Linked DNA regions of Mus musculus: all the other regions are linked to region 1. Evidence: chromatin contacts called from public Hi-C, HiCAR-type, HiChIP or PLAC-seq and promoter capture Hi-C data. All regions are on one chromosome and are shown on one strand. The core of a region is the stretch at or near the end of the contact, and the rest is flanking DNA. Distances in the headings are between cores, read along the strand shown.

The links. Promoter capture Hi-C pulls out the DNA fragments that hold promoters and counts their contacts. Hi-C and Micro-C count contacts between places; a contact is called where the count stands out from the background. HiCAR-type assays count read pairs that join an accessible place to other places. HiChIP or PLAC-seq counts read pairs in DNA pulled down with a chosen protein or histone mark.
Region 2: a contact with region 1 is called in a HiCAR-type map of astrocytes, with 3 times the contacts expected there. The contact joins the promoter of Satb2 here to the promoter of Bzw1 in region 1.
Region 3: a contact with region 1 is called in an H3K27ac HiChIP or PLAC-seq map of thymic regulatory T cells, with 8 times the contacts expected there. The contact joins the promoter of Bmpr2 here to the promoter of Bzw1 in region 1. A contact is called at or near these places in 1 of 39 promoter capture datasets (cranial neural crest) and 1 of 115 datasets of contacts at active chromatin or transcription factors (thymic regulatory T cells).
Region 4: a contact with region 1 is called in a Hi-C map of B cells, with 6 read pairs. The contact joins the promoter of Nop58 here to the promoter of Bzw1 in region 1. A contact is called at or near these places in 2 of 39 promoter capture datasets (the HPC-7 cell line, HPC-7-derived erythroid cells and cranial neural crest), 4 of 484 Hi-C or Micro-C datasets (B cells, the G1E-ER4 cell line, embryonic stem cells and 1 more), 5 of 115 datasets of contacts at active chromatin or transcription factors (the 230-238 cell line, cardiomyocytes, embryonic forebrain and 1 more) and 2 of 9 other capture datasets (adipose tissue and liver).
Region 5: a promoter capture Hi-C map of hematopoietic stem and progenitor cells shows a contact between it and region 1. The contact joins the promoter of 1700066M21Rik here to the promoter of Bzw1 in region 1. A contact is called at or near these places in 5 of 39 promoter capture datasets (the HPC-7 cell line, cranial neural crest, embryonic stem cells and 2 more), 1 of 115 datasets of contacts at active chromatin or transcription factors (embryonic stem cells) and 1 of 9 other capture datasets (adipose tissue).

Annotation. Positions count from the first base shown.
Region 1 is chr1:58,390,361-58,396,643 of GRCm38.p6, forward strand. It overlaps Bzw1 (basic leucine zipper and W2 domains 1), which reads left to right and starts at 2,538. Exons shown (of 12, transcript NM_025824.4): 1 at 2,538-2,856; 2 at 3,842-3,915. The coding sequence starts at 3,852. Gm39644 (a long non-coding RNA gene) reads right to left here and starts at 2,183. Exons shown (of 3, transcript XR_003947828.1): 1 at 2,096-2,183.
Region 2 is chr1:56,968,319-56,974,601 of GRCm38.p6, forward strand. It overlaps Satb2 (special AT-rich sequence binding protein 2), which reads right to left and starts at 3,016. Exons shown (of 11, transcript NM_139146.2): 1 at 2,794-3,016; 2 at 1,335-1,562. The coding sequence starts at 1,503. It overlaps 9130024F11Rik (RIKEN cDNA 9130024F11 gene), which reads left to right and starts at 3,151. Exons shown (of 2, transcript NR_024326.1): 1 at 3,151-3,453; 2 at 5,940-6,283.
Region 3 is chr1:59,760,608-59,766,890 of GRCm38.p6, forward strand. It overlaps Bmpr2 (bone morphogenetic protein receptor, type II (serine/threonine kinase)), which reads left to right and starts at 3,672. Exons shown (of 13, transcript NM_007561.4): 1 at 3,672-4,121. The coding sequence starts at 4,046.
Region 4 is chr1:59,681,550-59,687,832 of GRCm38.p6, forward strand. Nop58 (NOP58 ribonucleoprotein) reads left to right here and starts at 3,457. Exons shown (of 15, transcript NM_018868.2): 1 at 3,457-3,677. The coding sequence starts at 3,633.
Region 5 is chr1:57,373,910-57,380,192 of GRCm38.p6, forward strand. It overlaps 1700066M21Rik (RIKEN cDNA 1700066M21 gene), which reads left to right and starts at 3,711. Exons shown (of 2, transcript NM_028546.1): 1 at 3,711-4,037. The coding sequence starts at 3,762. 4930558J18Rik (RIKEN cDNA 4930558J18 gene) reads right to left here and starts at 3,635. Exons shown (of 4, transcript NR_037999.1): 1 at 3,496-3,635; 2 at 1,339-1,610.

The sequences.
Region 1 (6,283 bases), core at 1,288-3,787:
AGATCAAGGATAAGATCTCTCTCTCTCCCTCTCCCTCTCTCTCTCTCTCTCTCTCTCTCTCTCTCTCTCTCTCTCTCTCTCGGGAACAGGTATTATTGTCTAACTCTGACTTGAAACTATGACTGCCTGTGTCTCCTGGGTGCTGGGATTAGAAGCATGCACCATGGGCTGGAGAGATGGCTCAGCAGTTTAAGAGCATTGACTGCACTTCCAGAGGTCCTGAGTTCAATTCCTAGCAACCACATGGTGGCTCACAACCATCTGCAATGGGATATGATGCTCTCTTCTGGTGTGTGTGAAGAAAGCAATAGTGTACTCATATGCATAAACTAACTAAATAAAACTTTAAAAACAAAAAAAAGCGTGCACCGGGCTGGTGAGATGGCTCAGCAGGTAAGAGCACCCGACTGCTCTTCCGAAGGTCTGGAGTTCAAATCCCAGCAACCACATGGTGGCTCACAACCATCTGTAACGAGATCTGACTCCTTCTTCTGGAGTGTCTGAAGACAGCTACAGTGTACTTACATATAATAAATAATAAATAAATCTTAAAAAATGTTTAAAAAAAAAAAGCGTGCACCACGGCTGGAGCTTGAGTGTATGGCTTGTATGGCTAGTTACCTTGCTCCACAGACCCTTCCTTCATTTCCCATGTGCTGATTACAGGTGGGCTGCCATAAACACTTAGCTTTTATGTGGTATTTGAGAATTAGAACTTGAGTCCTCATACTGTGTTGCAAACATTTTACATAGAGTCATCTCCCAAGCCGAGTTTTAAGGTCCTGACTCCTTATTGGATGTGATAAAGCCACCAATGGTATAAGAAGGTGGAAAGCAGTGTTCCTGTGGTTTTTCATGAAAACCCAGGAACTCAGACACTGATGAGAAGGGCCTGAGTTACATTTAGAAAGATCACCCTGGAAATGTAAAGAAAGACACAGTGCAACAAGGAAGGCTCATTTAGTCACGGGAACAGAAATCCCAATTAACTGGGCTTGGTGACTGATGTCTCTAATGCCAGTACCTGGAAAGCTGATACAGGAGGATTGCCAGGTCAAGGCCAGCCTGGGCTACTTAGCAAGACCCTGTCTCAAAAATACAAAGGCAGGGTGTAAATCAGGACTGTACTGGAGAGGAGACCGAATTGGGAAATGTGGCCAATGCGGAGGGAAGCTTTATGAGTAACGGGTTTGGCTATTCACCGTTTTTTGTGTCTCTAGCTCAGCTCAGTGTGTGACCTGGCAGTTTATTATATTGGTGGACCAGGCCGCTGGGGGGCCGTTCACTGGCAAGTTAACTGACCTATATGCCTTCTTTTCCCAACAAGACTAACAAGTGTCAAAGTCATAGGGCAGTTTCAAGGACTCAACGCAGTTAAGTGCTTAGGAGAATGTCTGCTACACACATACTACACAAACATGGCTTTTTAATTAGTGAAATACTGTACCCTTAACACATCAGAAACAAACATAACGTGGGGGACGTGGTAGTCTATCATGCAGAGTATGAAATAAGACTTCCAAGAGAAATGCCAACGGACTCAGGGTTAGAGGATAAAGGTAGGGGAACTTAGAGCCCTGATTCCCATCATTTCCCACTATGCTCCACGGCCTGGCCTTCCTAGGTCCCACCAAAGTTCAGTCCTATGGGCCACCAGTACCTCCAAGAAGTTAGGCTGTTGCTGCTAGGCTATTTTCCCACCGCTGCTCCTTCAGCGCTCCGACCTACCAACTTGAACGGAAAAGAATTGACAGCCAAGATCCAACAAACAGCGGCTTAAAGCCTTAGAGGCAAATCCGAAACTCCAAATACAGTATATGTTAAATGCCAGTGAACAGAAGTGCCTTCCATGTACGAGTAAGAAAGATTAAAGGTTTGAGTACAGGGACGGTGGATGTCAGAAATACCCCTGGCTCTCCTAGAATTCACTCTGTAGACCAGGCTGGCCTCGATCTGGAACACGCGAGAGAGAGAGAGAGAGAGAGAGAGAGAGAGAGAGAGAGAGCGAGAGCGAGAGCGAGAAGTTGGTACATGGAAAGGGATTTTAAGGACAAATCCCGGTGTTTGGGGGATGGCGGATGAAAAGGGCACAAACCGGATGCGGGCAGTTTTATCTGTTGTCCCGGAGAATACACCTTCTGAAGGTCCTTATCTCGGGAGACTTTGTGATAAAGGCACATTCTTGAGTCCTGCACCAGAAGCAATTATAAACCCTGCGGGTGGGGGCCTCGCAATCTGGTTTTAACAAATTCCCAGTCCACCGCAGTCAGGGGACGAGCACCCCTTGCAAGGCGTGGTGACAGGCCGAGGTCAGACTTGCCCTCAGCACACCGCATCGCAGAGCAGGGAGGCCGGGCTGCAGTCCTCACCCAGGCAGAACCCTACAGACGCCCCGGCCTCTGCGCCCGCCGCCCAGCATTCCCCCTACCCCCGGGCTCCAGCTTCCGGAGGAGGGGTCTGGGCTGGACCGGGACGGACTGGTCCAACTCGCGGCCGTTGAGGGGCCGCTTCCCACTCCCATCCCCGCCCGGAGAGGGGGAGGCCGGCCGCTGCGGCGGAGGAAGGGGGACGGGCTACCCTGGTACAAGAGTCAGGGCAGCCTGGGGCTTTAGGGTGGGACAGAGACGCCTACCACCGCGGTGTTAGCCGGTGCCCCCGAGCTGCAACCCCGCGGCCTTCGGCAGGGGGGAGTGCGAACTGGCGCAGGGTAGAAATCTCGCGATAGCAGGCCTCCGGGGCGGGGGTGGCGCCTCTTCCTCCCCTCCTGCTCGCGTTAGTTCCGGTCGCAGAGGAGACAGCGCCGCAGTTGCCGCCAGCTCGGGGATTTCTGGCTCTTTTCTCTTCGCCTTAAATTCGGTGAGGCGAGCGCGGCGCAGCGCCGGGGAAGAGCGGCGCGCCGTGGCCCGGAGGAGGAGGAGGGTGGCGGCGCGGTTCGGAGGGGCCGGCGGGACCCGGGGCCTGGATCCGTGGCCCGGGCCGCCGCTCTGGAGGGCGGGCGAGGCCGCGGGGCGCCGGGGTGGCGGCGCGCCCCCGTGTGCGCCCCGGCCGGCCTGGGTAACAAAGCCGCCGCGGCCTCTGTTGGGTGATGTACGCGTGGGGAGTTCGGCGGGCGGGGCGCAGCCGCCGCCACCACCGCCGCGGCCGCCGCCTCCGCCGCTGCTTTCGCGGGAGGGCGGGCGGATGTACGGGGCGGCGGGGGCCCCGGCGCGCAGCGCCTCGGCGCCTGTGGTCCGCTCGGCGCGGCGGCCACCACCGCAGGCGACAGGGTCGGTGGAGAAGGGCCTGCGGCGCTCCGGGGCCCGCCGCCCGAGCCCCGAGAGGCGGGAGGCACGGGAAAGGGTGTGGATGTGGAGACACGTGCCCGGGGAGGAGGAGGCGGCTGGGGCTGTAGCGTTTGCGGCCAGCTCTCAGTTTTGCATCTTGGAAGGGTGCAAGCGGGCTCTGCGGCTCTCGGCGCCACTTTGGAATGAGGGCAGCGCTGATGCGGTTCAGGGCCTTTGACAGATAGCTCGTGACCGCGACAGTCCTCTAAGTTCGGGTTACTTAGAAAAAGTGGGAGATGCAAAGAACGGTGTAGGAGAGACTGAGTAGTTAGGTTTGTGGTAGGCCATTTGCCACCAGACAGGGTGATAGTAAAATGCTTTATCAAGGTGTAGTTCCAGCACTTACATCAAGGGGTTCCTGGAGAGGGAAACTTACCTGCACCCTCTCTATTGCCTGTTAACTGAAAGCGTCTTGGGCTTGCTTTAATTGTAATTTTGATTTAAGGTTTGATACTTGGTTTAAGAAGTTAATATTACTGGCACGGGTGTTTTTAAGGCCTTCTTTCTCCTTTTTCTAGGGTGTCTTTTATGAATAATCAAAAGCAGCAAAAACCAACGCTATCAGGCCAGCGTTTTAAAACCAGAAAAAGAGGTAACTATTTATTTGTAACTCACCCTCAAGCTTTCAGACATATCTTGGTTTCTCTCACAGTCAGGTAGCTGCATGTTACTAACCCGAAAATAATAGAAACTTGATTTTCTCTTTAACTTCTATTTCAGATTAACTGCTCCCTTAGTGTTTCTCTGCTTTCTCAAATTTCTTTCTTTCTTTTCTTTTCTTTTCTTTTTTTTTTTTTAGTGGCTAAAACCTGTGACTTTAAGCTCATAGTTTAAAGAAGAATTTGAACAAAGAGGGCTAATAGAAGGGGGGGGGCACTCCTAAAGTCCCTGATTTCACCTAGACTTTGTGGAGATATGTGAAAGTGACTCATTTATAGAGTGTCTCACATGGCATAGGTCTGGGAAAAGAGTGTGGGTAGAAATCAGATTTCAACTTAAAGAATTATAGAATGAGATTCACATTAATTTTTTTTTTTTTTAAGGTTTAGCAGAGTCTTAGATTGTAGCTCAGGATGGCCTCCAAATGCTAGGATTAAAGGCCTGAGCTCCTGGCAATCTGGGGATTGAATCTAGTACTCCTATCAGAGGCTCGCAGATCTCCTCTGAGTTTCAGGATAGCCAGGACTACACAAAGAAACCCTGTCTTTAAAAAACCAACACCAACAAAAGTTTTTTGTTTTTTTTTCGAGATTCTCTGTATAGCCCTGGATGTCCTGGAACTCACTTTGTAGACCAGGCTGTCCTTGAACTCAGAAATGAATTCTGCCTGCTTCTGCATCCCAAGTGCTGGGATTAAAGGTGTGCACTGCCACCACCACCCAGCAACAAAAAAAAGTTTAAATGGTATTCTTTGAAAACTGGCATTGGCCGGGCATGGTGGCATACATCTTTAATTCTTGCAGTTGGAGAGGCCAGTAAATAGAGGTCTAGTTAGTGAATTCCAGGCCAGCTAGGGCTACATAGGGCTGCTTCAAAAAGATGAAGCACACATTAACCTGTTGAGTAGTTTTGAGGAAATGGAGAATGGGCTAACTACTGGTTTTAAGGTTGTTTCTGGTTTTCTACCTTTCATAGAAAGTTTGACACAGATGACAGCATCTTTGTATATTCTCCATAGTCTGTCCCCCGGTTGTGTATTCCAGCCTTTGGTAGGTATAGTTTTAGCCAATAGATTTTCTTAAACTAAAGCAGTTTATCAATAATGAAGGAAATTGGGGCTGGAGAGATGGCTCAGCCAGTTAAGGGCACTGACTGTTCTTCCAGGTGTTCTGAGTTCAAATCCCAGTAATCACATGGTGACTTACAACCGTCCATGAGATCTGACGCCCCCTCCTGGTGTATCTCAAGTCAGCTACAGTGTACTTACATATAATAAATAAATCTTTAAAAGAAAATAAGGAAACTATTCTCTGAGTTTGTAGATTCCTAGCACTATCTTGATAAAATTGTATAACTTTTATTCTTAGCATCTGGGAGATATCACTTAAATCCAGATAAAGTGGTGTGGCATCCGCCTGTAATCCAGCACTCATACTACAGAGGCAGAAGAGTTGCCAATGTTAACTGGACCATCCTAGGATGCAAAAACCAGTCTTTGAGTGCCTCCCCCAATAACAAAAAAAGGGGGGGGGCTTATGGCCTGGTTCTAGGGATAATCATCCAGGGTTGCCTGGAGCTAAGGGGGTTTTAAAGACAGGACTTTCAGTAAAACCAAGAGAATCTTGGAAACATTTTCACTCTCATGCTGTATAAAATCAGGAATTGTCTAGTCTCAGCTGAAAAATGTGAAAACTCAGATATCATGAGTTGCCCTAAATTGGCAAGTTGGAAAGCTGGGGTGCACGGCAGTGGCTGAGTACTGCTTGGTGTGTGTGTGCCCTGGGTTCATCTCTAACCACCAGGAAAGAAGCACCTGCCTGGGGCATGTGACAGGTCTTAATTCAGTAGAGGCTAAGTGCTTTCTGCTTCGCATTATTTAATACTCAGAAACTTTTTGGGATAGATGTTAGTTTGAAAGGGAATATTGAAAATGGCTGGTTTCTGCCTTGCTGCCCATGTAGATGATCTGGGTTGATTCCTAGCACCCATATCAGTCAGCTCCCATCTTCTTGTAACTTAAGTTCCAGGGGATAACAGTGCCCTCTTCTGGTTTCCTCAGGCTCTAGGCATAGGCATGTTTACTATTTAAAAAAGAAAGTGGCTAGTTGCACAAACACAGGATATAATAGAAATCATGATTTCAGCTGGGTGGGTTTTGGTTGTTTTGAAACAAGGTGTCTAGATAACCCTGACTGTCCTGGAACTAAATATGTAGGCTAGGCTGGGCTGAAGCTCACAGATCCTCCTATTTCTGCCTCCTGAGTGCTAGGATTAAAGGAAAAGCTACTGTTAACGGGCAC
Region 2 (6,283 bases), core at 1,766-4,265, 1.4 Mb before region 1:
TCATGAACCCCACTCTTGAAAAGTTAGCCATGCAGTTGCCAGATTTGTTTGCATGCTCGTTTCTTTTTCATTTCTTTTTGTCTCATTAAAAGTATGTTTTCACATCTCTAAATGGGACTATACAGAAGCCAAAACATGTTTTCAAAACTTGAAAAATTGAGAGGAAGGCTGCTTCTCGGGACAAATGGCCAATTTAAAGGATTGAGGCAAGCTAAGCTGTGTTTAATGACTACCACCAAGAAAAATAGTAATAACATTAAAAACAGAAAAGTGTCATCTTCTTAGGTGTGTGGAGACATTTCAAACTAAGCATGTATTCCAAAATTTGATGGTCACCACAAACAGGGACATAAGGGATGGGGGAATGGGAGGTGGGACTTTATCACCAAGTTTAAGAATTACATTAAACTTACTGCTGTTGAAAGCCACTGGGGTGAGGGGGTATCTCAGGCATAGTACAATTAAAGGAATAATTTATCCCAAACAAAACAGTCTGAATGCTGTGTAAAGTTGTACATTTCATATGTACGAAACAGCTAGTTGACTGCCCTGCAAACCCAAAATACAGTATTTAAATTCCTCTCTGGTCTTATTTTGTAAGATTACTAAACACTATTGAAGAAAGTTATGTGTAGATGTACTGAAACATAAAAGTCTTCCTTTAAAATAATATTTAATTCTTGGGTAGGGAAGCAGCAGGCAGCATATAGAGTTGCTTGCTGTTTTTCACCCAATTCTCTAATTCCTATCAAAGTTATAACCGGCTCCGTCTAAACTCTGCAGGCAAAACAGCATCAAATCCTCTAAGGACATAATGGATTCACGGTGATCCTTCGGTTTTTTCCCCTAGAACTTCTGCAGGACACAGTCCTAGCTGTCACTCATTTGTCTCAACCCTGTCCCAGCTACAGAAGAACACCAGAGTCACTGCTTCGACTCTAGCCAGATCCTAGGTCTCTGTCCCACTACAACCAAGGCATACAAGCTTCAGCCCTAAAACAGATCCGAGGCAAGGCAAAGGAGTTAAAACACTAAAGAGCTCTCTAGGAAAATCTAGAAACAGTTAGCTGGCTGTGACACAGACCTGCCAACACCTCAGCACAGAGTGGCAAAGTGCCCAAAAAATGCCACCCTCTGGGTAAACCACTTTCTTGTTTTAACTCGAGATGAAGCTACTACCAGTTGCGGAGAGGCAACTAGGGCACTATTTGGCAACCTGGATTTGACTTCCTGTAATCCTACACCGAAACAGCGCCTAATCAACCTGAACCCTGACACCCAGGCCATTATCACTGGGCCTCCGCTGCGCGCACCTCCCAGCTCCGGGCTGTTACCTCCCACGGCCTTGGCCACGGCGCCGTTGGGCCTCCCGCGGGCTCCCATGGGGCTGCCGTTCTGCTCCAGCCGGGCCACCTTCACCGGGGGAGGCCCCTTGACGTCGGGGCTGCCGCTTCTTCGGTCGGGGCTGTCCCGAAGACACGGGCTCTCGCTCCGCCGCTCCATGCTGCTCCGATTTGGAGACAAAGTTCCCACCGGCAGGTCGCAATAAAACGCGCAGGGACCTAGGGAGGGGGCGGAGGGGAGGAAAGGGGGAGGGAAAAAAAAAAGAGGGAAAACCGCTCACACACGTGATAGACGATCAGGCCAGTGGCAGAGCACTGCACCGCAGCCACACAAACTTCCTCCCACGCTGCAGAAGGGTACCGAAGGGTCCCGGGAAAGCAAGTCCCAACCAAACAAACACTGGAGGTCCCAAAGCTGCCCAGAACTTGAGGTACTAAGACCTGCTCTGTCTCAGGTCCCAAGAGTTAGCCCTCAGTTGTGTGGACAGAGTCGGACCTCGAAGCCTTTAAGCAGTACCCCATTCATTGCGGGCAGCGCTGGCATTATCCTCTCTTTGATAAAGAGCCACCACCACCATAAGCCCCACTTGGGGTGTCAGGGTTTTGAAAGGAGCGTACTTATGGGCGAGAGGTCCCACCAGGCCAGGGAGGGAGCAAGGACTTACACGGGTCCTTAAGCAAATTAATTGCTTGATAAATGCGCTGTGGATGGCCAAGCTGGATCAATGGATCCATGGAATCCCCACCTTTTACCTTTATGGACCAAGTACACTTGTGTACACAAACACACACCTTTGCACACAAAAAAATTAACTATAATTTCACGTGAGCGAGCATCCCAAAACACTCTGAGATTTGGAAAGGCTACCCTCCATCCCAGGATCACAATTATTATTTGGGAGCATTCTTATCTTCATCGTATCCTGGATGTGGTTGTTGTTTTTTAAGCCATTAAGCGTACAACATAAGAGAAAGAAATCTTGATTCTTAGGTACAGGAGCAGGCTTCATTAATCCTAATTTCTAAATCTGGAAAGTTTTTCTCGAGGTCCCTAGGCGAGCAGTGCTCCATACTCTTCAATTTTGGAGGAGTGACCCGGAAGAAGGGAAAACACCTGATGAAACGGCGCCCACATTGTCACTGAAACCCATGAAAGGAACCCCTAATACACCAGGGGCTCTGAGAATCCTCTAAGAGCGCTTTGGACGCGGGAGAAGCCTAGTCGCCACGAGTCCAGACGAGGTGGTGGTGGGGGACAGAGAGGAGTTAAGAAGAATGCGAAAGATGTAGGGAGTGCTCGGAGGGGTTGCCAGTGAAGGCTCCACCGCACTTCCCGGCTTCGCCTAAGCGCGCGTGAGAGCCAGAGCCCCAGAACAGCCGGGGAACTTAGCGCGCCCAGGGCTTCCCGAACTACAGGCGCCGCGTGGGAGCCCTCGCCCAGCGTACTTACTGCTCACGGTCTGTCTGAAACTTGGCTGGCTGGGGCTCTGTCCATGGAGCAAAAGTAGAGAATCCAGGGTGGAAAGTTTTTGGTGAATTGTAGTGTTGTCCTAGTCTTCCTTTCTCTTTCCTCCTTCCCCTTTCCTTTTCCTCTTCCCCGGTCCTAGCGTTTAAGGTCCTGGGTCAGGGTGTCTTCTTCTGGTTCGGAGATGGTTGTTATGATGATGGGGGCGGGGGGCAGTGAGGGAGGAGGAGGAGAGGGAAAGGAGGACTCCTCCAAAGGGGCACCAGAGCGAGCGGGGGAGGGGACGGCGGAGGAGGGGGGGGGGAGAGGGGGCTGAAAGAGCCTTTCACACCTTCGGGTAGAAGACCGGTTCTGGAGAGAAAGGGCTGAGGACTGGGAGGCTGCGGCGGCTGCTGGCTCCTACAGCCGCTAGCTCCAGAGGAGGCGCGGCCAGAGTCGCGGGGACGTTGCCACCAAGAGCGGGGAAGGTGCGGAGACCCCGGACCGCGCGCAAGAGAAAACGCGGCGGCCGCACAAGCTGTCACCTCCAACCTCTCCCCTCGCGGCTGCCTCTGCCAGAAGCCAGAGCCGGACTCACTGACAAGCCGCAGAGAGAAAGACACTGAGAGGGAGATGATTATTAGTTGCGTTGAGTCATCAGGCAAAGTGAGTCCTTTTGGGTTGTCCTCGGTTTCCGATTTCTCCCCCTCCCCCTTTCGGTCCCCAGATCTAGCGCCTTCAAAATAATAATTTGGGGTGGGGGTAGGGGATGTCTCTGGGTTATTTCGGGATGGGAATGGGGGGGACGGATCTAAACCCAAGCCAGACTGGTCCACCGCAATGAAGGAGGGGAGTGGGGGGCGGGGAGGAGGGCTGGGGAGGTTGCGGGGGGAGGGGGGCCCCGCCTGGCAGGAAATTAAACATCAATCAATCAATCGCTGTGAGCACGGCGACCCAAGGAGCCGGGCTGCGGAGGAGGCACAGGGATAGGCGAGGGGGTGGGAGTCAGGGAAAAAGGAGGAAGGGGGGAGTCGGAGGTGGGAGCGGGGTGGCAAGGACCTCATGCACCGGGCGACGAAGGACGGATGGCTGAGGACTGAGTGTGGCGCGAGGCGGTGGCCACGGCCGACGAATGGGTGCGTCTAAGCGCTGACGAACGCCAGGGCCCAGGGTCTGGTCCTCCTCCTTGTAGCAAGTCCAGGGCGCAGCCGCCTCGCCCAGCCCCTAGGCGCACTCGTCCCGGCGCGCAGGCTGCGGCGACTAGGCGGGCGCTCCGTGTCGCGGCTCGCCGCAGAGGCGCAGGCTGGCGCTCGGGAGGCGGCAGAGGCTGCCTCGTCTCCGGGCTCTGTTAATTGCGCCGCCGAGTACTTTCGACTTTGGAGATAGGAGGGCGATCGCCTCCCCCACCCACCGCCTCCGCCCACCACCCACCGCCTCCGCCCCTCGGAGCAACTTTTCTCGGTGCGAGCGAGCTCCCCATCTGCTCGGAGCCGACCGGCCCGGCCCGAAGCGCTCCCGGCCGCGTTTGGGGAAGGCCACTTCTCCCTCAAATCCCGTGCGGCCGCGGGTCCGGAACAATAGCCCGGGTGTCCCGAACGCCTGGAGCGAGACTCCGCCCGTCCGGCTGGCTGTGGGTCCGGCACTGGAGAAAGGGTTGCTCCGTGGGCACAAGGCAGGCTGCATCCCTGCCACTCTCGCCACGCGGGCTACGTTGCGAGCGGCGCAGCCCGAGCTGCCCGGAGGCCAGAACACTGTGCCGGCCGGGGCGCTGAAGCTGCGCGCCCCTCGGGTTGCAGCACTGGGGCTCCCGAAGACCCTCAGCGGCTGAGGACCGAGTTCGGCGCGAGCAGAGCTGAGCCGTGGGGACCTAGCCTCTCCGCCCCGAGCGAGGCCGCGCCGATGAGTCCCTAGCTGGTCCTTCTAAGGCTTAGGAGCCACAAACTTTTGCGGACTCCCGCGGCCCTAGCCTTTCGGCTCGCGCAGCTTTACTTGTTTAAGGTGGCGCGGTGACTGCCCGCCAAAACCCCGCTGCCGGCCGCGCTTTTGTCTTGGCCATTCGGCATGGGCGCGGACCTCCTTAAAAAAAAAAAAAAAATAGCACGTGGGCAGGGGCCGCGGCCCCGGCGAGGTGCCTGCCGCGTCCGGCTTCTGTCAGCCCCTGGAACCTCAAAGGAGAAAATATGAACCAGTCCTCTCCGGCCTTCCGGCCAGAGATGCCCCTTGAGCCGGCGGCATCTCTTGTCCCTTCTGTGCACCGGGGCTTTCCCTCCAGTTCCCCAGGACCCCAAGGACTCGGCTTCCACCGGTTGCCTGAGCCACTAGTCCCCCTTAAGAAGTATTGACTGTACGGCGGCGCCAGAGGGCCAAACTAAATTCGGTTTCGGGAAACGCGCTCGAGGCAATTCTCTAAATCCTGGCCTTGAGCTGGGCCAGTGGAGATTGAATCTGAGAGTAGCGCTGGAGACTGGGCTGCTGTCCACTTGCTTGGTAGCCTACCCCCTTGACCCCACAACGCCCCAAGAGTCGCAAACCCACGGCCAGGGAAGCCTAAGGGCTTCTAAAAGAAAGAGGGTCCCCGAAACGAAACCTGTCCCTGGCCTAAATCTCGGTGCCCAGACCTCGGTGAGTCCCACTCAAAGGAGCCGCCCACCAACTTCACCAGAAGCCCCAGGCGGCAAGGGGAGCCCTGCCGAGCCGAGTCGAGCCTGGCAGGGTAGTAATCCTCCAGAGAGCCACCGCAGTTTTAGGAAGCCTTTTTCTTTTCCCTGTTTTTTTCTTCCCCCAAATTCCGTGCTCCCACGAACATGCCCAGCCAAAGGGGCTAAAGAAAATTCCAAGCCCGTGAAAGCAAAGTGGCTCAAGTAAAATCAGCCCTTGAAGGTAGCTGAAAGGTTGTTTTTTGGTTTTTGGTTTTTTTTTTTTTTTTTTAAAGCAATGAAAGAAAGAAACTGTAAGTTTGATTTACAAACTTTAAAAAAGAACAATGTTATAGCATATCGAAATGAAAAGGGGTGTTTCAAAAACTTAGCTATCGCTGTCAAACTAAGCCTGCTTTTTAAATTGGAAATGCATATATTTTATTTATATACTAACTGTATTAAACCCCCCCCTCCCACCCCGTTTTCTTTCTTACCTTGGTGTTGGAACTACAGAATCCACCTCCGGCCCAATGTCCACGAACTAAGAAGAATTGATGATATTAGGACTTGAGGACTTCTGGAAAAAAATGCAAATCGTTTAGTGGGGATCTTTTTTGTCTGATTCGTCACTATTATTATATCTGATGATGCGATGGTTGGAACGATTCTATCCTGTCATTAATTAGCTATTTTATAAAAATCACTGTCGGAAAATCGTCATTTGCGTTTTGCTAAGGATCTCTTCGCTAACCTCACTGGCGTGTGTCAACAGTATAATTATGAACTTCAGCTACAACTCTTATAAACAACACGGCAGTATTGTTTAATCGGTTAATATTTTATAAAGTGTACATATT
Region 3 (6,283 bases), core at 2,422-4,921, 1.4 Mb after region 1:
GTGAATACTTTTAAACCCAACACATGGGAGGCAGAGGTAGGCAGATCTCTGTAAGTTCAAGGCCAGCCTGGTCAACAAAGTAAGTTCCAGCACAGCCAAGGATACACAGAAAAACCCTGTCTCAAGAAAACCAAAAAGCAGCCAGAGCAAGACATTGAACATCTAGGAATTAAAATCTTACAATCCCTACTCTGGCAATCCTGAAAGCCTATGTCTCTTTTTTTTTGGCTTTTGGAGACAGGGTTTCTCTGTATAGCCCTGGCTGTCCTGGAACTCACTTTGTAGACCAGGCTGGCCTCGAACTCAGAAATCTGCCTGGCCCGCGCCACCACCACCCGGCGAAAGCCTGTCTTAGTGAAGCACCTAGCAAGGCAGGGACCTCAGGGACTGCATAGAAGAGCATGTCGCTATGTTGAGTTCCTAAATACACATGACACATTCTTTCTCCAAACATTCAAAGCCGGGGTAACTGACAGTTCTCAGGTGGGTGCTTCTTTGAGGGTTTTTCTTGGCTCAAGTTACCTTCCAACCCTGGGTACAGTCTTTATGCAACTGGTGTTCTACTACATTTTAGGACAATGAAAGGCCTATCCCAGAGCCCCTGGATGAAGCCTTAGTTGCAACTATGTTACACTCTATCCCATACTCTCTAGTCCTGACTTCCTTGGTCCTATAGAGATATTCTTAAGCTGCATACAGACCCCATGATAGGCCCACTGATGCTTATCCTATCAAACACAAAACAGGATAAATAAATTTTTGCCTCAATAAGTTAATGATCAGGATTTGTGGGATGTTATTACAATGTAGCCCTCCTCATCAACAAAGAGACCACACCAGATCACTCTGCACTCGCAGTTCTGTTTTCACCAGAATTAGACTAGTATTGCCTGTCTTGTGTCAAAGATAAGTTATTGCTAAGTTTTAATTCTTCTAAATGTTCTGTCTCACTGGGAATAGTCACATCTCGATTGTAAAGGCAACAGAAAAGGAACGAGCACTGCGTGCAAATCGAGGTCTGCTGATGAATTATTCCAGCTAAGTTAGTGGCATGAACTTTTTCCACATGAATTTCCTAAGACTTCTTTCCGACATAATTTATTTCACATTTATAACATGTATAAGGGTACTTAATGTTTCTTAGGAAAATTTTATGCAAATAATAATTGAATAATAAAGTACTTGACCTCAATTCGAGGAAGAAAAATTGTATTTCACCAGCTAATAAACTTCCTGCACCTTCAACATCTGTCATTTCTTTGACAACTAGATCTCATGTCTTGAAAGCTAAATGTGAAAACAATACCAGATCCTTATTTTAGGCCTTTTAGGCCTTTTAGGCAAAACAAAATATGGTATTCAAGCTAAAGAGTTAATGCATATGCTCCTTATTTTTCAAAATGTATTATATATATATATATGTATATGTATATATGTATATGTATATATATATATATATATACACACACACACACACACACACACACACATATATATCTGCCTGAAGGATAAACAGTATAAAAGTATTTCAGCTAAAAAAGGGCCCTGGGCAGATATTACAACTCTTAATTATAGCAGATATTTACTATGATAACAGAAACCAGTTTAAGGAATGTGATTTATTAACATCACGTTCAGATACAGAGATAAAAGGAGGCTTGAATAAGCAAGCGAACAGTAAGGCTTGAGGAGTGTGTTTATGAAGGTATCCTGGAACTGCCCTTAGCCACAATGAAAGACCGGCAAAACCAGCCTTCAGAACAACCTTTCTGCCTACTAGAAGAAGGGAGGGCTAGACTTCACCTCTTAAGATCGCCCTCCCACGCAAATTTTCCACCTCGCAGTTAAAGAATTAAACCCAGACTTCCGATCATGGCGCCAAGCACGTCATCTTCTCCCCTCTCCCCTAGCAAAAATCCCACCCAAGTCGGCTGACCCTGTAGGGGATCCCTTCCCTATCCTGGTTGCCTGAATCAAGCCAAATTGAGATTTTTTTTTTAAAGAGGTTTAAAGTGGTTAGGAAACTGCAGTGCTGGCGGGACTGTCTCTATTCGATGAGTGAGGAGCTAGGACCACACTCCATACCTAGAAGCAACTACACTGCGTCGCAGTTCTCCTTTAACAGGCCCTGCAAAGACCCTCGGGCCTTTGTGAATAAAACCCTCCCCAGGAGAGGTGCGGGCGGAGCAGGAGACGCGCACGCACAGCAGGCCGGCGTGTGCGATCTTAAGTTTTCTCTCCGGTCTCGCGTGCTCGCAATTGCTCAGCAGCCTTGTCATCCAAGAGGGCCCCGGGGATGGCTGTTCGAGGAAAGCCCGACCCAGACTAGCGCACACACGTCAGCTTCGCGGTCTTCATGACTGAGGCAGGAGGCTTTTGTTTGGGCCGCGACGGGAGGGGGACCCGACGAGGCCCGGGTCTCGGCTCCTGGGAAAGGCGGCTCGGTCGGGATTCTCAGGGAAACCGAGGAGGATGCGCCCGCCGCCACCAACAACGACGGCGTGCCTTCGAGGCTTCTCGCCCACCTTCCCGGGTAGCCTTTAACCTACGTTAAACAAAAGATTGTGGCCGCCCTCCCTTACACGCTTGAACAGATCGCACGGCGTCCACGTGCGGAGCGTTCGCCTGTGTGAGGAAAGGGACCTAGGCTGCCCACCCGCAGCCCACGACAACCCTTCCCTGCACTGGGCGCCCAGGCGAGAGACGCCGCGCGAGGGCCTCACTCTCCAGCAAGCCTGGGAGTGAGGGGCGGGGCCGGGCGGGGCCGCGGGCGCGCAGGCGCAGTGCGGCTCAGTGGCGCCGCCGCCGCCGCCGCCGCCGCCGCCCGCGCTGCACCACAGGCCCGAGACAGACAGGGGTCGGCTGGAGAGCCGGAGACTGAGAGGAGGCGGCGGCGGGGGCGGGGCGACTCCGGTGACCGGGAGCGCCTCAGACTGGCAGCTGCGGCGACTCCCCCCTTTGTGTCTGGTCTGCTTGGAACCGCTGGAGGTGCTTCCCGGAGGGGCTCGGGGTGTTTCGCAAGCTCAGCTGCCCACCCCCTTCCTCGGCCACCTACGTCCGTCTTCCCGCCGCCCCCCGCCCTCGGCCCGCGACGCCCGAGCTCCGCCCGGAGCCCAGAGCTGCGGAGAACGAGGCGGCGGCGGCGGCGGCGGCTTTCTCCAGAGGGGCTGTGATTCGCTCCCGCAAGCCATCGACGGGAGGAGACCCGGTTTTCATGGTGGAATTTACTTCAGGCAAGAGCGAGGGGCTGGAGTAGCCGAGAGCGAGGCCGCGGGCGGAGCGCCCTCGAAGGGCCAGCCCCGCACCTCCCCGCGTGTCGCTCGCCCGGGCTCGCCGCGTCGCCGCGACCCTCCCCTCCCCCGCGCCCCGAGGCCCGGCCTGAGCGACCCTCGCGCGATTGTTCCGAGGAAGCTGTGGACTCGCCCATGGAAGCAGGCACCTTTTTCGACCCAGTCGGTGGGAAGGATTTGTTGATGTCGAAATCCGAGTGAAGGAAGCAACGAAGCGAAACTTTAAAAGGAACCCCACTGTCCTCGGAGTACGGAGCGATGCTACTCCGGCGGCCGGGCGCCGCTGCCTGCCCCGCTTCGCCCTTCCCGGCGGTCGGGAACTTGTTCTGATCCTCAGTGCTCCCATCGAGTCCCCGCCCTCCCCCCCCCCCCCCCCCCGGCACTCTGGATATGTTTTCTCCCAGATCTGGGTATTTTTTTGATATCGTGAAACTACGAGGGAAATAATTGCAGGGGTTTCTTCTGGGCTCCCTGCGTCTTCCCCATGGACATGCCTTCAATTTGGGGAGCCGAGACACCCCGTCCTAGGCGAATGAAGCCCCCCAGCCACGAGGGAGCGAAATGAAGGGAAATTCTGCAGTGGAATGAGAGCTCTACTAGCTAGGTCCTCGCATCTGCCATTTGTCCTTTCAAACTGCATTGTAATCCGGGCAGGATAAATCAGACGAAGAGCAGCCTCCTAGCCGGATTTCTCCGCCCGAATTTACTTTCCAGATTTCTTTTCTTTGCCCTCCTGCTTCTTTGCTGGCCCAGGGATGACTTCCTCGCTGCATCGGCCCTTTCGGGTGCCCTGGCTGCTATGGGCCGTCCTGCTGGTCAGCACTACGGCTGGTGAGTAGCCCTAGGTGGTATGTCCCAGCTCCTACTCCAGTGGGTGGCGAGGGAGAGAGCCTGCAGAGGCCGAGCCCTGTGCTCTCCCCTCGCAACGTGTGCTCTCGGATCCGGGTGGAGGAGCCAGCCAGGGAAATCACCTTCGGTGTTTGCGTGTTGTTTCCCGTCCCTACTCCCGTATTCCCTGACCCCTCCCCCACGGGGGGAAAAAGACATATTGGGTGTGGTATCTTGACATTTTTAGCTGTGAGGTAATGCAAGGATTAAAAATAATATTTTAATCACTAGTGAACTGTCTATTAGATTTTTGGAGATAAAGGTGGTTTTTTTACTTTGATGGAAAGAAGCAGATTTGGTTTACAATAAAAAGAACAACTAGACACACACTTGATTGAACCTTATTTTTACATTTAGATCACTCTTTGGGAATCCACATTACTTTTCGTTATTTAAAAATGTTACCTGAAAAAAAATGTTACCTGATGAATAGAGTAAACGTTGAGGAAGTCACTGTGTGAGAATCTTGATAACAGTGTATACTAACACAGTTGATGTCATCATTAATATTGTTTTGCTCCCAAGAATCTTAACTATTCTCTGTCTCTTTATCCTGGATATTCTTAACTTTGTATCCCTTTGGAATTACTGTTGGGCACAGAAGTGTTTTTGATAACTTTTCTATTAGTCATCTGGCGTCTGTTGGTTTTCCTGTCATTGAGACAATTTTGACCTCACATCAGACTTCGAGGAGATTTGACTCCTGAAAGTTCTTTGACATTTTCCTAACGTGTGAAAGGAAATGCTACTCCCCTTTCCTTTGGCCATTTCCTCTTTACTTCTCAATCGCCTTGAGAAAAAAACAACTCATATTCTCATTGCAGTTATTTTCAAGCAACAGTCTTCTGTGATTTGCTTTTAGAAAATTTCAGGAATGAATTCTTAAATAGTCACATGAAGTATGCATTTAAAATTGAGTACACAAAGTAATGGTTTTACAATTTTTTAAAAAGTAATTTTCACATTCAGTGAATTCTTCATTGCTGTATTAGACACAGAGATTACTTGTTTAATTTACATTTTAGATGTCTGTTCTGGGAAAATACTGAAAGAAAATTTGAAGTTCCCTTTTGTGAATTTGATACTATTGTCTATATTGATTAATATGTAGTATTTCATATTTTTAGTTATGAGTGTAGTCTTTAATGGCAAAGCCATTTCTCAAGCACCATTATATTTAGAGTTTTAATAATGAATCTATGTATTGTTAAAAATCATGGGAAATATGATTTGATTACATATTGAAACTTGATATTTTAATATTTTCGATTGTTTCAATTATCTTTGAAGCAAAACTGAACACATTTCCTCCAAATTTCCTTGTTAGCTGTTTAAATTCTCTAACCACAAATCATGTGGTTCCTGTAAAATATGAAAAGAGTAAAAATGGCCTTGACACGTAAGCAGTCATTCGGCAAGCAGAAGCCCAAGAACATTTTGTTTTAAAATTTTGATCATTTTGATCGTTTTAGAATCTTTAGAATACAGATTCTCATTTATAGTGTTGTGCTGATAAAAATCAGAAAAAACACCCCAAAACCCAAAACCCATTGATTTCAAAACAATTATTTAGTAAATGGATTTATTTTGTCTTCTTTTTAAAAGGGTTATATTTAAAGAATCCTTGTATAAAAGTGAGCTTAGCCAGCCCCCTCCCCACCCCCCATGTTATATATGATGGCATCTTTGAAGCTGGATTTCAGAGCTGTAGTAGCTGAGTTTACTGAGTGCTTGCTATGCACCAACAAGTATTAAATGACCTTTATATATATTTCCTCCTCCAGTCAGGCCTCTCGACAATTCTGCGTTGTAGGTTTTTATTATTATTTTCCTTTTACAGCATTTGAGAGAGAATTAAGTATAAAACTTTAAGTAACTCATCACATAGTAAATTGTGGAGCCAGGATTAAAACCTGTATCTTTCTCTTCCTCCTTGGTGTTAACAACAGCAGCAGAGCCAGCAACAACTTCCTCTCCTTGTAACTGGAACATGAGATAAAGCAATGCTTTTGCCAGGTTAACTTTGAAAGGAGGTTTGGATATTTATAAACTAGTGGTGTAGGTACTGATCATGCACTGCCATGGTTCTGAACATGTAAAAACTT
Region 4 (6,283 bases), core at 2,207-4,706, 1.3 Mb after region 1:
GGCAGCTCTGCCAATGACAAACTATTTTTTTTTTAATTTATTTATATGAGTACACTGTAGCTGTCTTCAAACACACCAGAAGAGGGCATCAGATCCCATTACAGATGGTTGTAAGCCACCATGTGGTTGGGGGAATTGAACTCAGGACCTCTGGAAGAACAGTCAGTGCTCTTAACCACTGAGTCATCTCTTCAGCCCTATTGACAAACTTTTATGGAGCTTGCATCCTAGCTGGAAAGGAGATAGAACTGTGGTTTGCAAAGAGAACAGGTTTTCTTTTCTCTCTCTCTCTCTCTGTCTCTCTCTCTCTGTCTCTCTCTCTCTGTCTCTCTCTCTGTGTCTCTCTGTCTCTCTCTCTCTCTCCCTCTCTCTCTCTCTCTCTCTCTTCACTATTTTATTTCTATTAGTACACTGTAGCTATCTTCAGAGGGCATCAGATCCCATTACAAATGGTTGTGAGCTACCATGTGGTTCCTGGGAATTGAACTCAGGACCTCCGGAAGAGCAGTCAGTGCTCTTAACCTCTGAGCCATCTCTCCAGCCCCATCTCTTTTTTTAAAAAAATGATTTATTTATTTTATGTATATGAGTACACCATTGCTCTCTTCAGACACATCAAAATAGGGCATCAGACCCCATTGGAGACGGTTGTGAGCCACCCTGTGGTTGCTGGGTCTTGAACTCAGCACCTCTGGAAGAGCAGTCAGTGCTCTTAACCTCTGAGCCATCTCTCCAGCCCAAGAACAGGTTTTCTTTTCCATTATTTTATTTATTTACTTTATAATCTGTACTATGTTTCTTATTGTCATCTTTTTAAAAAAAAGATTTATTTATTATATATAAGTACACTGTAGCTGTCTTCAGACACACCAGAAGAGGGAATCAGATCTCATTACAGGTGGTTGTGAGCCAACATGTGATCACTGGGAATTAAACTCAGGACCTCTGGAAGAGCAGTCGGTGCTCTTAACCTGTGAGCATCTCCCCAGCCCCAGGACTTATAGTTTTAACCTGTTAAAATGACAGTAAGAGGACTGGAGAGATGATGCAGTCCTTAAGAGCACTGACTGCTCTTCCAGAGGTCCTGAGTTCAAATCCCAGCAACCACTTGGTGGCTCAAAATCACCTGTAATGAGATCTGATGCACTCTTCTGGTGTGTCTGAAGACAGCTAGAGTGTACTCATATAAATAAAATAAATAAATCTTTAAAAAGAACTGTAAGTTCTCCTATATTCTTCTATTACCCAATATCTCCCATATTCTATTTTTCAAATTTTATTATTTTTATTTATGTGTGTATGTCTGTGTGTAAGCCACACATATGTGGGTGCCTAAGGAGGTTAAAAGAACAAATCAGATACCCTGGAGCTCGACTTACAGGCAGTTGTGGGCATTGGGAACTGAATTCTGAGCCCTTGGAAGAGCAGTAAGTGCTCTTAACCATTGAGCCATCTTCCCAGTCCCCCATAGGTTCCCTTTAATATTTCTTTGTACCATTTTTCCTTGACCCAGTACTTTGTTTAATACGATACTTCAGGGAATTTTCAGACAATTATTATCTTTGGACAATATCCAAATCTAAATCTGAGACAGTTCTGAAGGACAGTATTGAGAGAGTTGTGTAAGTGGCAATTTTCAAGGACAAATTCTGGAAAATGCATGCCAGCGATTTCTCATTCAGTAAAAGGCATCTTTTCCTTTTAGAAAAAAAAAAGATACAAATGTTTAGATGGAAGGAAAAGAATTTTCCTTCCTGAAGGCACTCCTTAATTTAAATCATAAGAATTACCTAATCAGATCCAACACAAAGGTACCTGGACACTGTTAAGCATGAACTGCAGGTAGAACTCTCCAGGAAATGATATTTGTATTAAGTACACAAGACATTAAATAGTTGGAGTTAAATATATGAAGAGACATGTGCTTCTGGCTCATCCATCTGGCTCTATGTTCTTTTCCCAAATCAAGCTATTATGGTGCTATCTCTGCCCCATTGTACTGTTGTTCTCTTCTTCTATTGCTTTCTCTTGTCTCCCTAAATATGGTAAATGTAACTGTAGCTATAATCAATTCTGCTCTTGCCTGCAGCCCTAGGAATCCCCTTGTATTCCCCATATGTCCATCTTTTCTGCTGTCCAAACAAGGATACTCTTTCCTCTTCATTCATACTGTAAAAGTGTTACAGAACGTCAAGTTGGTTAATCTTCCACAGTTTTCTGTAGATCCAAAATTAATGTTTAGAACTAGGCAACTAGGAACGTTCTACAGCTATTGGAAGCTAGATTTGTGAAGAACTGGGGTATTTAAATCTTGTCATTGAAAGTACATAGCCACACAGATATATCTAATCTTAGCACTCTGAAGGCTGAGGCAGGAGGACAATGATTCAAGGCCAACCTGGTCTAGATACTGAGGTCCTTTTTCAAAAAGCCAAAGCAAGGCTAGGGATATGGCTCAGTTAGTAGAGTGCTTGCCTACCATGTATGGAACCCAACCTTTGGTTCCATCCCCAGCACCAATAAAGTTGGTGTGGTGGCATATGCCTGTAACCTCACTACTGTGGAGGTGGGGGTGGGAGGACCTCTATGACTCAAACTTCTCTGGTCTACCTAGTTACAAGAGATAGTTACAAGGCTACATGGAGACCTTGTCTCAAACAAACAAATTGTTTTTGAGCAAGGTCATTCTCTACTTCCTACTGAGTTTGAGGCTAGTCTAAGATACATAAGACTTTGTTTTAAAGTAAATCCAGCCACTGAGGCTGAAAGTTTCCATAAAAGAAATTACATTGAGACATACATAAATTCATACCTTGGAATCATTTTAAACACAACCCTTCCCGCCTCCGAAAATATCTATATTTATAGCTATAAAAGAAATCTTTGCTAAAAACCTGTTTGACCAGAGAAGAACCACCAGGAAATGTTGCTGGTTATAAAAGTTTGCTTCCCTTGCAGAGGACCTGGTTGGGTTCCCAGCACCAACGTGACGGCTTACAATTGCCTACAACTCCGGTTCCAGGTCAGATCCCGTGGAACTCACTGATGGGACCCGAGTGCACGTCCTCATCAAGAAAAAGTGTTCTGTGTTGTTTTAAAATAAAATGTCCTTTACATGGCGGGGCGGGGCATAGCATAATGTGTTGTAAATCGTTTTGTGTGCTGTAAATTATACACATGTAATTTATATATTATATATAATACAAAATATAATGTACACAGAACTTTTTCTTCTTTACATGACCTAATAAACTGACAGCTTCCAGCCACAGTCCAAAACTTAAAAAAAAAAAAAAAAAAAAAGTCTCGCGATATTTTAAGGCCGTCTCTTTCCGGATTCTACTGTGGGCGGGAAAAACCCGGAAATGATCTCACGCTCTGCGGCATTGAGCGACCAGAAGTGACGTTACTTCCCAGAATTCTTAGAGAAGGAGACTCGCATATTTGCTGCTCCACGAGGAGAGGTGTGGAGCGGCTGAGCAACGTGGTCTGTTCGTCCGCGGGGAGGCGACGGCGTTTGCGCTCCCCCGCGTCCAAGGCCTAGCGGGTCTTCAGCGACTGAAAGGTAGTCATTTGCAGTGGCGTAAGGGCTCGCGGCTAGCCGCGTAGCGCCGCCCTGACCTGGTCTCATCATGTTGGTCCTGTTTGAAACGTCCGTTGGCTACGCCATCTTTAAGGTAGGTGAGATGGAGTTGTTGAGCTAAGAGGCTTATGTGGGACAGAGAGCTGGGTAAGATTTAAGGAGAGACGAACAACGGAACACATTTTAGTGTCTTCAAGTCCCCGGGCTCCGAAAAGATGTGAAAAATCAAGAGCCCGCTGGTTCAGGTGAACACGTGGCTTCTCCGAATTTAGGGCGACCTCTGCTTTACTCAGTTTAAAAAATGGGCAGGACCCTTTTTTACAAGTGACAATAAAGCGTTCATTTAATCACCTGAGGCTTTGTACATGTTAGATCAGCGCCCTGTCACCTAGTTACACCTCCAATCCAAGATCGGTTTAATGTTTATCTAATTTATGTATATGAGTACCCTATAGCTGTCAACAGACACACCAGAAGAGGGCTACAGATCCCATTACAGATGGTTGTGAGCCACCATGTGGTTGCTGGGATTTGAACTAGGACTTCTGGAGGAGCAGTCAGTGCTCTTAACCGCCGAGTTATCGCTCCAGCCTCAGATATTTATTTTGGGCTTTTCCAGATAGGGTTTCACTGTGCTGCTCAGGCTTTCCAGGAATTCCCTCTGTAGACCTGGCTAGCCTTGAACTCAGAGATCCACCTACCTCTGCGTCCTGAGTACTGGGATTAAAGGTGTGCATCATCACCGCCAGACTCTATTTACTTTTGAGGCAGGCTTTCCCTATGTAGGCTTGGCTGGCCCCTAACATTTCATTTATATTTAACTAGATTAAAGCTGGGGTCCAAGATCAGGGTCCTTCCAGGCATGATTGGAAGGTTTTGAGTAGTGAGTGGCTTTGTTTTTCCAAGACAGTTGTTCTCTGTGTAGTTCTGGCTGTCCTGGAACTCACTCTTTAGACCAGGCTGGCCTCGAACCCAGAAATCCGCCTGCCTCAGCCTCCCAAGTGCTGGGATTAAAGGCGTGGGCCACCACCGCCCAGCTATAGTTTGTTTTCTTTAAAGATTATTTTACTATGTGATGATAACAGGAGGAGGAGGAAGGTATACTGTGCTTTAATGTAGACAACATGAATGTTGTTAGGTCTCAGGACAAATGCTGAGGTGCTTATTATCATGGCAAGGCTGACTGGGCTGTACATTCTTCAGCCCAGAAACTGAGCTGGAACCCTTTCCCCAGCTTCATTGATTCCTGTATAACCAAGCCAGCTATACAGCTTTCTCTTGGTCTTCTGTTTTCTGTTGCTCTCTTCTTTCATGTCCCTGCTTTCAGGACACTTCTAGATGCCTCTGGCTGTATTCTTCCCCTGGTATCTATAATGAAACCTCTCGTGCCTAGGACTGTCATGTCCTTTTTTTAAAATTATTCAGTGAGTCTGCTTGAATACAGAAATTTGGACTGCAAGCAGTAGGATTGAAGGGGGTTTTTGTTTTAAGTAAGACATGGAGTTGTTGGGGACATGGTATTCACCATTTCCAGTTTGGTCTATGTGAGGCTTGCTCATGAGCTATCCTGATGTAATTGTGTAAACCAGGGAGTTCATAATTACCAGCATGAAAGTTAGGGGAGAAGTCTAGATGGCTTCTATTAACTTGAGTGTCCCTTATTTAAATACGGAAAGGTTTTTGGTCTTTTTGTTGTTTGCTTTTTCTTATTTTATGTGCATTGGTGTTTTTCCTGCATGTGTCTCTGAGCTGTCAGACCTTGGAGTTACAGATAATTGTGAGCTGCCATGGGGGTGCTGAGATTTGAACCCAGGTCTCTGGAAGAGCAGTTGGTGCTTTTAGTCACTGAGCTATTTCTCAGTATAAGAAATAGCTTACAAGTTTATTAGTACAGAGTTGGTCTAACAGTGGCATCTTCCTACAATGAGATGCTATTGAGCTGTGGGGAACAATGAGGTAGAGTAAGTATGCTATGTGCTAAACATTCTATTTATTTACTTATTAGGTCATATTACATGTAGTATTCAGTGATTTTTTGTGATAAATATGCTGTGTTACTACTCTATTGGAAAGTTTTGAGTATTATGGTGAAGTTTTCAGTTTATAATTATTTGGTATTTAGCAATCCCTTACCTAGAAATAGGCATGTTCTAGACCTAGTGCTAGTGATTGCAGTTTGTGAGAAGGGAATTGTATACTTTCTGTAGGTGAAGAATTTTTTTTTTGTGAATCCCTCCAAAAATTAGATAATACTAGTTGCTGCCTTCTTTTTCCATGATCTTTCAAAATGCTAGAATATAAATTAGATTTTGAGAGAAAGCCCTGTTGGCACAGACTAATGCCTGTACTAATGAATTATAATTCCTGGAAGGGAAGACAAGAATCCTGACCAAAAGTTCCAGTTATGCAAGTAACTTAATGAGATCGTGTCACAAAATAAAAGTTAAAAAGAGGGCTAGGGATAGAGCTCATAGTAAAACACTTGCCTGGCATGTGTGGCCCTAGGTTCAAATTCCAGACATTCCAAATATCTTCAGTTACATTGACTACTTCCTCATGCTTGGGTTAGGCAGTGAGTGTTCCAACTACTGCTTAGACTGCTGCCTACTTGCAGTGTACTATGTCTTCAGGTTGTGAGCCACCATGTGGTTGCTGGGAATTGAACTCAGGACCTCTGCCTCTGAAGAGCAGTCAGTGCTC
Region 5 (6,283 bases), core at 2,461-4,960, 1.0 Mb before region 1:
GAAGCCACATTTAAAGATCTTATCTCTTTCTCTTCATCTCCTGGTCTTACATATCCATTTGTAATCTTCAACCAGAAAAGTTAAATATTTGTAGCCTATGAACCAAATCTGACTTGTGCAAACATTTGATACAAAATTAATTTAATTGCTGTGGAGAGCTTTTAGAGCCGCTTGATAGAAATCTGACATTGGCCAAGGACAATGGAATGGGCTTCAGGCAGGAATCTTACGTTAGGCCAATGACTGGGAAGGAAGTTCAGTCAAGAATCTGATTTCAGGTTGGAACAAAGAAGTAGGCTTCAGGCAGGAATCTGACTTTGGGCTAGGACAGGGATGTAGGCTCAGATATCTTGGTCATCCTGTTAAGCCCTTAGAAACAGTGATTGTAGGAGTGACCACAGGACTTTATTGCCTTGCTTGTTCCTTGACTATTTGTGTTTATTAGCTTGCTGTTCCTCAATCTAGAACTAACCTTATTACTTGCATGTAATTAAAATGGTATAAAAGCAGTTTGGGAAAAAATAAACCCACCTCAGCCTCAGAACTGGCTGGGGTCACGATACAATGTTGTCCAATTGTCTCTTTTCTTTTTAATCCTCACTCCTGCTCTGGAGAACCTGTTGACTGACTGGGCTGGCTTGGTCAAATTACATATCAACAGTTATAGGTTAGCAAGCAATAAACATCTGTGTATCTGATTTATCCAGATAAAGACTTGAAATTCGGGCAGAGCATTGCCTTCATCTTACAGCTGCCTCATAATGAAGAGTGAGCTACTTCTTCAGTTGTGACAAATCCCTTAGTTTTTCAGGCTTTCACTTCCTGTTACATGAGATAGGCCAGTTTTACTACTGATTACGATAAAATGGCTTCATTCTCTTTCTGTTGTCCTTTATGATGAACTTAGTCTTTCTGGGAGTCCTTAAAGTTTCAACTTTTTTCCATTATATTGAGGAGCATGGTGCTCCGAGGACTCATCAGGAAACATTCTGAGAACTGAGAAGAAGCCAGATATGGGCTGTAGAGGTTTGCACACTACCAACAATAAAATGCCAACTGAAGATCACAAAGAACTAGAAAAGAGGACATTTTACTCAACTGGGTATAGTAACTTTGTTCTTGTAACACCTCTTATTGAGTTGGAAGTCTGGTTCTGAGAAAGACTAAAAGGCAAGAAAGTAGAGTCCACTTGTACGGATGATTGTAGAAAGATCAGAATCATCAGGGTTGATTTTGTGGGAGAAGATGAAGATGAGAGAAAATATTATGGTAATAACAAGGAAACATATAAGAAGTAGCTACAGAGTCTATGACATAGCATATAAACAACACCCATACCTTTAACGACGAATTGAGAGAGATGCTGCTTTCCCAAGAACATGTCTCCTGTAGGGCAGCAGAAATCTTGGACTGGGGAGTGGGGCGCTCTCCTTACTTCAGCTTGTTTCTTTGCTCTTCGGTTCTTCTTTTGTATTTCTCAAAGGCCTCAATTATCTTAGAGATACTAAGCCTACTTTGAGATATTTAGCATTTGCTGCAATTACTTTTTTTTCTAAACACAAGTACTTCCTGTTCTCTTCAGCATATGATTATTTCACTAATCAGTCAACCTGAAAAAACAAAACCACAAGAATCAAAAGCTACATTAGCAATATACACCCACATTTGGACTTGTAGACTACAGCTTAACAGTCCTAGACCCTGGGAAAACATGATTTGCAAAACAAAAGTGAAGATCAGCTTCCTTGGTGTGATTCTATCCTGACCTCTGCTTCTAAACTAGCTATTTTAATAAAGCAATCAATCTACTTTGTGGTAGGAATTAAATAATTTATTCTTGGTTTGTATCTTACTTTTCTATTGCTGTGATAAAACACCATAACCGAAGCAACTTATAAAAGAAAGTATTTAACTGTGGGCTCATAGTTCCAGAGGGTTAGATAGAGTCCATGACCCTCATGGTGGGGAGCATGGCAGCAGGCAGACATGGTGCTAGTGTAGGACATGGTGCTAATGTAGTAGCCAAGAGCTTAGATCTTGACCTACAAGGATGGAGGAGTAGTGGGCAAACTTAGAATGGTGTGGGCTTTCAAATCCCCAAAACCATCCCCAGAAAAACACTTCCTCCAAGAACTCCATACATCAGAGCCCTTCTCAACCAGTTCTATGAACTGGGAACTAAGTATTCAAATATGGGTCTGTGGGGGCCATTTTCAATCAAAACACCTCAGTTACATTTATTATGTCAGATAGAATCTAACAGTTTTTGTCAAAGTAATTGGTAAAGCATACCTCTATAAAGACACTAAGAAAATGTACAGAGCAATTATACTTTGTTAACAAATACAAGAAATTTAAAATTAGAATAAGGCTTGGGATATGACCTAGTTGGTAAGGTGCCTGCCTCTTTCCCCAAAGCATGGGGGCTGAATTGGATCCCCAGCATCCACAAAACAGAGAACCCAGTAGCTGGGAAGTTAGAAACAGGCAAACCATTGGGGGCTTCTTGGCTAGCCCAGTCTAGCCTAATCCATGAGCTTCAGGTTCAGCAAGATGCTGTCAAACAATAAACTAATCAATAAAAAATTTTAAAAGATGGAGTGTGAGGAATGTACTGTGATACAAAAAAACTGCTCTCACCTTAAAGATGAGCCACATATCAGTTAGCTCAAGTTTTACAGTATCAAAATAGAAAATATTATATAATTTAAGACTTTGAAAATAAGATAACAGACAGAAAATTTCTGCTATAGGCCTCTAATATAAGTCTTAGCTTCTGGGCTGGTGGAAGCTAAGCTAATACATTTCAAAGGTTTCATCTGATACTCACTAGTATGCTGGCTGTTTAGGTACACAGGTTAGCTAGGAAAGGCTATTAATTAAAAGAGCGAAAGACAGCTCAAGATAATTTTTAATCAGGGTTTGAACTTACAACATAATTTCTCCCCAGTCATTTAAGTTCTAATCAGCTAATCACTCCTGCAGAAACTTCAAGTTTCAACTTCTTTCCAGGAATCTCCTTTACACCCAAAGTCACTTCAAGCCCACAGCAGCAAACAGATGCATGTGCGTGTCCGATGTGCACACACAATGTTAAAACAAGATTCACTTTTCCCACCTTTAGCATAAATTTGGCCCAGTCCTATTTCTACACAACTTTAAGTAAGAAGTTGCTATTTCCACGACTTTCCTATACTTTTCAACGTGGTTTCAAAACCCTAAATCGGAAATTCGATAAGCTGTAAACACCCCTACAGTAAATGTGTGAACAAGTAGGCCTTTTCTCTATCTTCCCTAAGGTAAGTGTCCAGCTCTCTCTCTCTACCAACTAGGAATGTGCTAGACTTGGTGTGGAGCCAGAAATTCCCTAACTAGGTAACTTCGGGACATAGGGGATTCTTTTCATTCTGAGCAAGTACAAGACTTTCAGAACCATTCTTCTTTACCTTGGACTAAATTAACAAAGACACATCTTCACCGTGAGGATGAACCTACCAAAGCTTTTATACAGAACCCGAGGAAACTCTGACCCTGAGCAGCTGCTGCTGTGCATGGGCCCAACCTGCGGGCTCTTCCACGTCCGTTCGAACTTCCCGGCCGGGGCTGAGTCCGCCAACCACAAACGTCCTTCCTCCAGCCGCGCCCTCCGCTCCCCCTCCCTCCGGACGCACGCGGCGTGCTGACGTCACGGCGACCGAAGCCGTTGGGCAGCCGAGGCCCCGCCCTCGCTGCCGGGTGAGCGGCCCTGGCGGCTCGAGCCCATGCTGGGGTCGCGGCGTCTGCGGTCCCCCGCGCTGGTGCTGCTGCTGCTGCGGCCGCTGCTCGCTTCCGGAGACTCCGCGTCCCGCCTGCAGACCCGAGCCATGAACCCGGGCGGCGGTGAGCGGGGCTCCCCGGAGGACAGCCACCGTCTGCAGCGCTCCACGGTGCCGGGCTCCGACCCGCAGCGCAGCAACGAACTGCTCCTGCTGACATCCCGGGAAGGAGATTCCCCGGAGCAGCGGCACCACGTCCTCTACTTCCCTGGGGACGTGCAGGTAACGCGGGGCCAGGCCTCCCCGACACGCCCACACGGGTTCTCATACGATGGGGGTGCGGGGCGCGCCCCCGTTCCTGCCAGAGCCCCATCCGGGGAAGGGGCCTTGGAGGGCCACGGTCTCCAGAGAGCGGCTGTCAGTCCAGGTGCCACTGGGTGGAAGGAGAGGCGCGACAGGGAGTGGGACAGCCACGCACAGCTCCAGCCTGCTCTCAGAGGACTGTGTGTGTGCTGGGCACTGGACTGTTTAGAAAACGCTGACTGACCAAATAAAATACATCCGTTGCTAAAGTGACCTTTCCAGTAACCCTAAAACACAGCAGTGGAAGGGATGCAATCGTCAAGAATGCTAATGATACTGAGAGGCCCATTTGAATTCAACTCATCTGTGTGCTTCCTGTTACTGGTTTTTATAGCTGCAGACATACGTCTTTGCTGAAGCTGTCCTGGAAGCTGGGTTTTAATGTAAAACTGCATCGTGCAGTGGATACATTAGCCGCGTGAGAGTATCTGAACAAGTTAAAATGAAAAGGCAGCGTTCTCTGTCTCACTAGTTGTATTGCCAAGTGTTGAGTCACCACAGGTGACTTGCTTGTACCCCGTTGGACAGCGCAGATACAGTTGGCATTTACATTGAAAATCAATTATCCCAGAGCGTTGTTAGCACTAGGGTAGATATTCAAGTTAGAATATAGCTAGATGGTTTCCTCATACTAGAAAACTGTTATTGTTTTGAAATTGGTGCTTTAAAATGATACACCAAAAAATCTATTTTCTCTTGCTGTTTTCTCTCAAATCAGTTGACTTGACTAGTTGACTGCTAATGGAAACTAGCAAAAACCCAAATTTAGGTTCAAGAAAATCTCATTTTGGTGCCTTTATTCCCAGATTGAAAACAAGTGTGTTGCTTCTGCTTCCTGCGACTTGTGACCAACTACTTCATGCCTTCCAGTGGTGGTGGTGGTGGTGGTGGTGGTGATGGTGGCTGAGTACTTTCTGCTGTAAAAGTGTTCCAGACAGAACATCCACCTGGCTTAAGTAGGGCCTAAAGTGTTCTAGATATAGTTTGAGGATCATCTTTCATTTCCCATCATCAGCCTTTGGGACAATGACAGAATGGTAATGTTCAGAGTGTGGGGTTTTATAGAGCATGAGGTCTTCTGGAAAAGAAATGGAAGGCCGTGCATCCCAAAGCTTCAATGCCAAGTCACCCAGGTTTCCCATTCCACTCTGTACTTCTTAGCTATGAAGTCTATGCAGATGTTAAATCTCTCCATTGAAGTGCCTCAGATATAAAAGTCAGAGGGCCTCAATCAAGCTGAAATTTGGGAATAACTCTAGTTAGGTTCCAGCCCCTTCTCACCTTCAAGTAGCCTCATGCTCCACTCTTGGGATTTTTTTACTCTACTCTTTCAGTGATCTCTTTCCATCTCGTGACTTTACATACTGCCTCCATGCTCACGAGCCTGGCATTTATTTAGTCTAGACATTAGCGGGTGTTTATGAACTCACCAATTGCATGCCTTTACTTCCTTTGGATATTTAGTAGCCTTCTAAAACTGAAAATCTATTGAAGCAGCCTTCCTTATCCAGGTTAATGAAAATACCTATTTAACGATTCGACTTAGAAATCCAAAGTCATCTGTAGATCTCTCATATCTCCGGTCTAATCCAGCAGCATGCAGTGTCTCCACCTCTCTGTATGTACAGTGATGGAACTGTGGTTGACAGCCAAGGTCTCATTATTCCACCCTCTTCCAGACCATCCCATGGCTTCCTGACCCTCAGCAGTAAGAGCCGGAGTTCTCTCAAGTGCTAGGAGTCCAGGTGCCATCACAGCTTGCTTTCCTGCAGGGTAACTGTCGAGGTGTGTTTATGTCTCTGGGTCTCCTTACACTGTCTTAGGCAGTTCCCTTTAGCTGGATCCTTCCTTGCAGCTTAGTTGGGCTGTGTAATTTATGCTCTGTAAAGATGTTCCTTCCCATGGTGCATTCTGGAGAGAAGTGTGGCTCTTACCCAGTGTAGCTCTCCTCATTCTTTGCAGTCCATTCTACGTCACATCCTTATTATAAATGTTTCTGAACCCTTGCAAACAGGAAGTTTTCTGAAAAGATTCTTTGGACTCCAGTTCAGTACAGTGTGGGATGGACTCCTAAATTTCTGCATCCGTGAGCATCTAACTGGGATAAGCATTCCTTGGTCTCTGCAAGAGAGTCTCTTGTTGCCTGCCTCACTGGACATGAGTAG